Linked DNA regions of Hordeum vulgare: region 1 is linked to region 2. The links are chromatin contacts, called in public Hi-C maps. All regions are on one chromosome and are shown on one strand. The core of a region is the stretch at or near the end of the contact, and the rest is flanking DNA. Distances in the headings are between cores, read along the strand shown. Region 1 holds the start of LOC123449285. Region 2 holds the start of LOC123449284 (glucan endo-1,3-beta-glucosidase 3-like).

Region 1 (3,907 bases), core at 456-2,955, 220 kb before region 2:
CGATTCTTGATTAGGTTCATCGAAGGCACTAATCAATTTCTTTTACATAATTAATTATGCTACACTATATTTCTCTCCCAGTTGGTTCATCGGAGGCACTAATCTGCTGGCATGCTTTTGCTGCAAGGAGAGCAATGAAGGCGGTCCTGTTCAGCATTGTCCCTGTTCGATGTTACACACTGCCCAACAAAATTGACATATCCCCCTAATAACAATCAAATGATCCTACACCACATTATACACACATTATGATTGGATCTCAGATACCATGGACGAGCCGATGAACTATTGTGCATATGCATACAGCAGCACATGAGCACAAGAGTGAACAAGAGGAGGAAGAAGGGGAAGGAAGAAGAATGACTGAATGGGAGAGGGGGAGCTGCGAGGTGGAGTTAATAAACCCCTGGTGCATGTATCTGTTGAACAGCTGCTAAGCTGAAATGAGAGTGTGTCGCCAGTGGGTAAATGTGGTGGGTCTGTGTCATTATTGCACTGTGGAATACAACCTTAATACACCATCGTTCCATTTCTCTCTGAGTTTATACGTGAATCGTTGTATGAATAAAGCACGAAGCTTAGGATTGAACGTTGAAGATATGGACCTCGCCTGGCATCATGTCCCAAGGTGTATTTTCGGTAAATACATTCCATCAAGAGTAAAAATACCTGGCATATCTCGAGGATGGGTACAGCCAAATCTTGCACCTTCATCACCAGATTTAATAAATTCACTGATGAATGGATGGCGATGAGCCAAGCCATTCCCCATTTCTGCAGCCAGATGCCATAGAAGATCACTGTCGCTTGGGTTAAATTGTACACCCCTTGGTAACCCTGGCCAACTCTGAAATATGACGAGCACAATTCAAAAGTCAATAAGTAATTTAACATGTTGCTAAGCAGCTTCAATACCATAGCTTCATAGGAAAGATCTTGGCACATTTAAAGGTTGCGAGAGCAGATCATTGAATAGATCAACTTGGTAATGAATAGTATGGTGCCAATTTCAGCAAGTGCGCACGTAGAACAAAATTCTCTTCACTATCAGGTGATAAAAGAAGGTTCACAGGCATAGTCAAAGCAATTGCATGGAAATGGGTTGCTAGATAAGCAGGGCACGGCAACGTGGGTGCAGTATCAGGATACAATATACATGACATATTTCCTCCCTCCCTACTTCAGAAAAATGCTCCATCTTAGAGTCTGTAACAGTGAAGGTGGCAATGCCCTAACAGGCATGGATTATGACACAATGGAAGTAATATTTATGGCTAAACCCATTCCCAAGACCAAGGAAAATGGAATCTGCAAACGCTGCAACTTCCAATAACCACGCATACAAAACGCCGCACCTGCTGGGCAGCTCCACCGGTGCCCTCCGGGGCGGGGGTAGCCTCGCACCTGCAAACCAGACAGGGATCACGACAGAGAATTCTCGCACAACAGAAGGATAAGAGAAAGGCGCGCTAAGTACCTGTCAGTCGTCGGAGGCGAGGGTTCCACCCGCGGCGCCGGTGAAGGCCGAAGAGGGCGGCCACGGCGCGGGGCGGGGGGGAGGTGGTCGGAGTCGGAGTCGGAGTCGGGGCCGAGGAGGGGAGGAAGAGAGTCGATGTCGAAGGCCATTGTCGGATTAGGGTTAGAGCGGGAGAGCGGAGGGAGATTTAGGCGAGGAAGAATGTTGAGACTGCGAGTAGATCGAGTTTTGGTGTGTGTGTGTGGGGGGGGGGGGGGGGGTCACTCTAACTCAATCCCACCCAACAACAAGCCCGGGCACCCAAGTTGGGCTAGCCAGGCCTCTGATTAAAATTTAGGATTTTACCCATTTTGGCTCTGTTGCGTTTGGGTTTGTCCATTTTAGCCCGCAATCAGGTTTCACGTAGCTTGTTATCATCGTCGTAAAAAAAATAGTACTCCCATCATCTGGTTTTGCTGTTGGGCGACTAGCCAAAATGGGGATTTGAACCATCAACCGGTGCTAGGTTATTCTCTATGATTCACCTAAAAAAAAGGTTATTCTCTATGATGAAAGTTCTCAAGCATAATGAGTTGACTAGGATGACGGTAACTTTATGGGCAGTTTGTTATGTGAGGAGGAAGCTGATTCATAAGGGTATAAACCAAAGCCAACATGCAACACACAGTTTCATTGTAAACTTTATAGCTGAGTTGGATCAGCTAGAAGAATGACTTAAATCTTGTATGAGACCAATACATGGATTCCGCGAGCTAAAGGTTTTATAAAGATTATTGTTGGTGTTGAGGTCTCTACTACTCATAATGTAGTACTGTTGTTGCTGTTTGTCGGGACAAAGATGGTACATATCTCGGCTCTTCCATGCTTGTTATTCAATGAATGATCGATCCTTTGATGCTAGAGCCAATCGCATGTAGGGAGGGACTCGCATTGGCGCAAGACCTCGGGTACCGTTGTCATTTCTAATCATCAATATCTTTGCTTCATGTTGACGTTGAGCTTCATTAGCAAAGTCGATGACGATTTGTTGAGTCTCACTCTTCCTCTTGAAGAAGTACACCCAAGTGTATCTTGAGTAATCATCCACAATCACGAAGCAATGCTTTCTTCCCACAAGACTATCAAAGGATGGAGGACCAAAGAGATCCATGTGAAGGAGCTCCAATGGCCTCTTATAGTAGATGATAGTCATGGGACGGTGAGCCGTTTCACGAAGCTTTCCTTCAATACAAGCACTGCAAGCATGGTGTTTGGCAAAACTCACATTTGTTAGTCCACGAACATGATCCCCTTTGAGGAGACTTTGCAAAGATCTCATACTGACATGAGCTAGTTGGCGATGCCAAAGCCAACCCACATCAACTTTAGCCATTAGAAAAGTCACGGTCTTAGCGGGTGGCTCCGAAAAGTTCACCACATAGAGACCGTTCTCGACATGTCCAACAAAGGCTACTTTAAGAGTCTTTCTCCACAAAAGGGCCATGGTATCAAGATCAAAGAATGTGGCAAAGCCCATAATTGCAAGTTGACAAACGGAAAGAAAATTGTATGCAAGGGACTCAACAAGCATGACCTTCTCTATAGATAAATCTTGAGAGATGACCACCTTGCCAAGTCCCAATACCTTAGGTGTTGAGGCATCACCAAATTGGACATGGGTGGGCATAGATGGAATTGGATGCACATCCACCACCAAGTCCTTGCTCCCGGTCATATGATTTGTGGCTCCAATGTCGAGCAACCATGACATCCCACCGGAAGCAAACTCCTACAAGAGATCAATGCTTGGATTTAGGTACCCATTCTTGAATGGGTCATTTGATGTTAGTAACAAGGGTCTTAGGAACCCAAATAGTCCATTAAATGTACTCATAACAAGAACCAACAAATTTAGCATAACCATGACCATCACTAGCACGACATAAAACATAAGAGGAGTTAAAATCATCGGCTTTGTTGGTAGGGACGGTTTTGCCCTTCTTGGCATTGCCACCCCCTTCCTTGTTCGTCTTCTTCTTATGAGTACTCTCACCCTCTTTGACAAAAAGTGTCCTTGAGAGGAAGAGATTGATTGGTCTTGTTCTTCCTTTTCTTCTTAGACTTGGGTGCAAACTCAAGTCCCTCCTTTCCTACAACTTCCTTTTGATTACTCAAAAGGTCATTTAGGTTCTTCTCGCATTGGATGAGTGGCACAAGGCCCTTCTCTAGTTGTTATTTCAACTTGGCATTCTCCTCCACAAGATGCACATGCTCACAACAAGGGTTAGTAGCACAAGTATTATCAATTAGAACGAAGGGAGGACAAGTAGAGATCTCCTTGGTTAGTTTTACTTGGAGTTGACCATGAGACTCCTGAAGAGAGGAATGAACACCTTTCAAGACCTTGTGGGACTTCTCAAGTGTGTCAAATTCTTACTTGAGTCTATCATT
Region 2 (4,065 bases), core at 647-3,146:
TCAATCAGAGTCGCCGCCATCCTCCGAGACGTCCTCGAGCACGAATTTGTGATCGCTGTTTCCGTGCAATCTGCCGCTTCCTGCTGCTTCCGATTGCTACATGTACTTTCCGACTCCTCCAGATCAATCGTCGAACCATGCGGACAACATCGATCAACGTCGAGCTTTCCTTCTCCTCTAAATAAACTTCCGCGCAGTCTCGAACCTTGCTCATGATACCACTTGTTAGAATAATCCAAGGCACTTCGTCAATCATCCAAGGACCAAGCGATCACACGAGCATGACACCGAGATTTGTTAACGAGGTTCACCGATATAGCTACATCCTCGGGGCATGACTACGGGCGCTCCTCCCCGTGACACCGTCACAATACCACACCCTGGCCGCCTTGGGCGCCGGCACACGCCGCCGGCTCCCCGTGCGCGTGTGTGCTATTATGTTGGCATAGGTTACATCGTGTGTCTACCCCCGCTATATATGAGAGGCCTAGGATATAAGTGTCCTGTTTGGACAGACTCCATATCCTATCTAAACACAATACAACTCAGAGTCCAACTATAACCTACCGTGTACACAATATTCGACACAACTCTAACACTTTTTAGTCTACGTGGATTCATCGGATAACAGCAATGTGGTGCCGCCATTATACATGCCCTAGGGATGTCATGAACTCGTAGACTCGAAAGTATAGAAAATTACTACCCCCGGTTCGTAAATATAAGTATTTTTAGATATTTCACTAGAGAACTACATACGAAATAAAATAAATGAATGTCTATATAATCTGCATGTACCTTTCTATTAAAAACTCTTAAAAGTCTTATATTTAGAAACGGAGGAGTATTATACAGTGCCATAAACAACGAACACCTCCACTTGGCCGTATATTCCCTTGGTCATAGGGAGAAACAAACTTCCACCGGTGCACGCGACATGCCTCAGGTCAAATTTAACGACCCCATTCGCAACCTTCAAGCATCGTATCAGCAAAGCACGCAAGCAAAAAAGAAATTGAAAGGAGCCCTGCGTACCAGCAGCCGATGGTACAGCTACGGTCATGTCGGCTGTCGCCGAGGCGGCCTGTCTCTGCGGACATGCAAATACGACCGTTGGGGTCCGAAAGCCGAAGAAGCAAGCGTGCGTGCGTGCACCGCGCGGCGCACCCAATCCTCTCCGCCTCCAGCCCAGAGCCGAGCCACATGGCGGAGTCGCGAGTTTTTGACCGTTGCTCCGCCACGCCGAAGACCTCCTCCACTGTCCACTCCTCGTATGGTGCGCCCACCTGTCTGCGCCACTGTCCGATCGCCTGGTGTCCCGCTGCAGCTGACACGCGGGTCCGCCCCGCCGGCCCACACGTCGGTGAGCAGGCAGCGCTTTACTGTGGCTTGTTCGTATCTTTCCCGTTGTCCCAAGCAGGCGGGATGCTGCGACGCGCAGGCGCAGCTGGGGAAGCGGCGCAGAGATGGCCGGTACGGTGCCGCGGGACCAGGCGTTCCCGAGGGTCCACATCTCAGTCGAACATACGTACGCGAGGGTCAGCGCCGAGCGGGTGCACGAGAGGAAAACCCGCGCGAAACACCGCCTCTTGGCTCCCCGAGATCGCATCGCAGCCGTCGGATGTCTGACATGCGCCATGTGATCCGTGCTGCTTAACCGTAGGGCTGTCTCCCGAAAGATGCCTTCCTTGCTGACATGCGGGCCGTCCAAAGGTGGTGGGCGCAGCTGTCAGTGACGGGCGAGGCACCGGGAAGGAGTGAGTAGTCGCACGAAGCAACGGATCCATTGGTGGGCTCCCCCTCCCATTGGGCTGCGTCCCCCACTTTTGCACAAAAGCCCCTCCTTTTCTGCGTCCTCATATTAATAGGCCCACTCGCCACGCCTCTCCCGTCCTCTCCAGCTTCTCTTCTTCCTCTCGGCCTCTTTCTCCCCTCCTCATCCCCTTCCACTTCTTCGGCTTCTTCCTCCTCTTCATTTCACTTCTTCGGCTTGCTCTTCTTGCCCAAGTTACCATCCTTCGAGTTAGGCAGTCTGGATCTTGCAGAAAAGGTGTAGCTAGCTAGGATCCTTTTGCTTCCTCCGAGCTGGGAGAGAGAAAACAGAGCGGAGAAGAGAGAGAGAGATACACGGGTACCGGAGGTTGACCGAGCCAAAGTGGTTTGGAGCTCCTGGCTGGGCCTTTTTCTTTTGGCGACGACATGGCGAAGATCCACTTCTACCTCCTCTTGCTGCTGGCCGCCGCCGAAGCTATTCACGCTGAAGATGGTGAGCTTGTTTCTTCGCTTCTTCTTATTCCTGTATGTATGTATATTGCTGTACACCATGCTTGCTCTTCCATCTCGGACGATCTCCGTGCTGCTGCAGTGTTGATTCGACATTACGGACTAGGCTAGGCTGGTTTTTATCTTTTTTACAGCAACCCTGGGAACCCGGCTGATTGTGATTGAGACTAGTCGAACTAGTGCCGTCCCTTTCTCTTGGATTTTTTTCCTTTGTCGTCTTATGATCCGGTGTGTTTCTGGCTTGTCCTGCTGGGAATGTTCAGCCATCAGCTTTCTCTTAACACCAGATCAATTCTTTGAGCTATTTTTTTGACGTGATTCTTTGAGCTATTGATAGGAGTAGTATGTGATACTGTATACGGGCAAATCAAGCGGTATCTTTCGGGGTTTGGATTTGACTACTCGTCCTGCTCGGCCTATTCTGTGCTTGCCCACCGGGTCTCCCTGGGATTCCCTTCTCCGGGCTTTTCCAGCCCGTGTATTCCTTGCCCATTTCACGTGCAACGGACTAGTTTTTATACAAGTTATGCACGTTCCATAAGAACATCTGGTCTTGTTATCATTACATATTCTATCAATAGGGGCTTAGAATAAGATTTGCTTGGAGCTAGGGCAAGGAATATTACCAGTAGCATCAAACGGCCACACCCCTTGCTAATCTACCTACACGTACTAAAATAATGTATAGTAGTAACCAAGAACCAACCCCGGCATCCCATGAATCTGTGATGCCGTGATGGCTTTGTGCACATAAGTTTAAGCAGAAAGAGACGGTGGCCGCTGAGCTCGTACGGCGGCCCATGCTTAGCGTCAGCCTTTGTGGGCCCACCATGTCCTCCTCTTTCCTTCTCCCCGCCGGTAGTTAATTTACCCACAGGATCGTCGTGATGTTTCAACATTGGGTTACTGCCAAGGTTTTCTTGAGCCGGGCACCGTGTCTGTCGGTGGGCGTCCATCGTGGTCAAGCAGTAGGATCTCATGGTCAATCCACTGAGTAGGGGTTGGTGTGATCATCAGGGTTAACCGGTGTAAATGACTCAGTAATTATGTCACGGATCACATGCCGATTGCGACAAGATACTGCTCATTACAGTACCCTGAGCGTGCACAGCACCGTCCAGTTCTACCCGTTTGACTGTGAAAGGAAAAGATGATGTTCATGGGGACCACCTGGCATTGTGTCGTAGTACTGGCCAGCGGGCCCTGCGTAGCTAATGAAGTCGCGTCCATGGCGTACTACGCGACACAGGCACACAGACTATCTTTGCTTGCCTTGTGTGCGGTGCACTGCACCCACGAGAGCCCGGGGTTGCGCGGATGGCCGCACGAAAGACCAAAGCCACAGTGTTGGGCTGTTGTTCCCAACGTCTCGCCCCATACCCAGTTTGTGCTTTACAGCTAGCTGTGTGCCCCCTACCAAATGTCCCATGCTCATTTTCCGCAATATGAAAACCTGGAGTGGCTTGTTTTCAGCTTTATAAAACACTCCTCTCTTCTCTTTTTGTACTCGTCAATTTATTACTGTTTTATTCATGACACTTTAGCATCGGCATCACGCATGTCTGTGCAATTAGTATATGTTCCAACAAAGATTCCTGCTCTATTATGCACTTTGTTCTCTCACCTAAACTAAAACACGGAGAATGTATTTGCATCTCACGGTAACAGATCCATGCCGCACGGAGAATGTCTGAACTTTTTTTTTCTTTGGCGTGCAGGGGCGTACATCGGCGTCAACATCGGCACGGCCATGTCATCGGTGCCGGCTGCCACGCAGATCAC

What was found. A called contact is a pair of places that touch in the nucleus more often than the background predicts.
Region 1: a Hi-C map of leaf shows a contact between it and region 2, with 1.9 times the contacts expected there. The contact joins the promoter of LOC123449285 here to the promoter of LOC123449284 in region 2. A contact is called at or near these places in 1 of 6 Hi-C or Micro-C datasets (leaf) and 1 of 1 datasets of contacts at active chromatin or transcription factors (embryo).

Annotation. Positions count from the first base shown.
Region 1 is chr4H:529,303,395-529,307,301 of MorexV3_pseudomolecules_assembly, reverse strand. LOC123449285 reads right to left here and starts at 1,705. Exons shown (of 15, transcript XM_045126441.1): 1 at 1,478-1,705; 2 at 1,356-1,404; 3 at 670-847. The coding sequence starts at 1,626.
Region 2 is chr4H:529,081,419-529,085,483 of MorexV3_pseudomolecules_assembly, reverse strand. It overlaps LOC123449284 (glucan endo-1,3-beta-glucosidase 3-like), which reads left to right and starts at 1,896. Exons shown (of 3, transcript XM_045126438.1): 1 at 1,896-2,266; 2 at 4,002-4,065. The coding sequence starts at 2,200.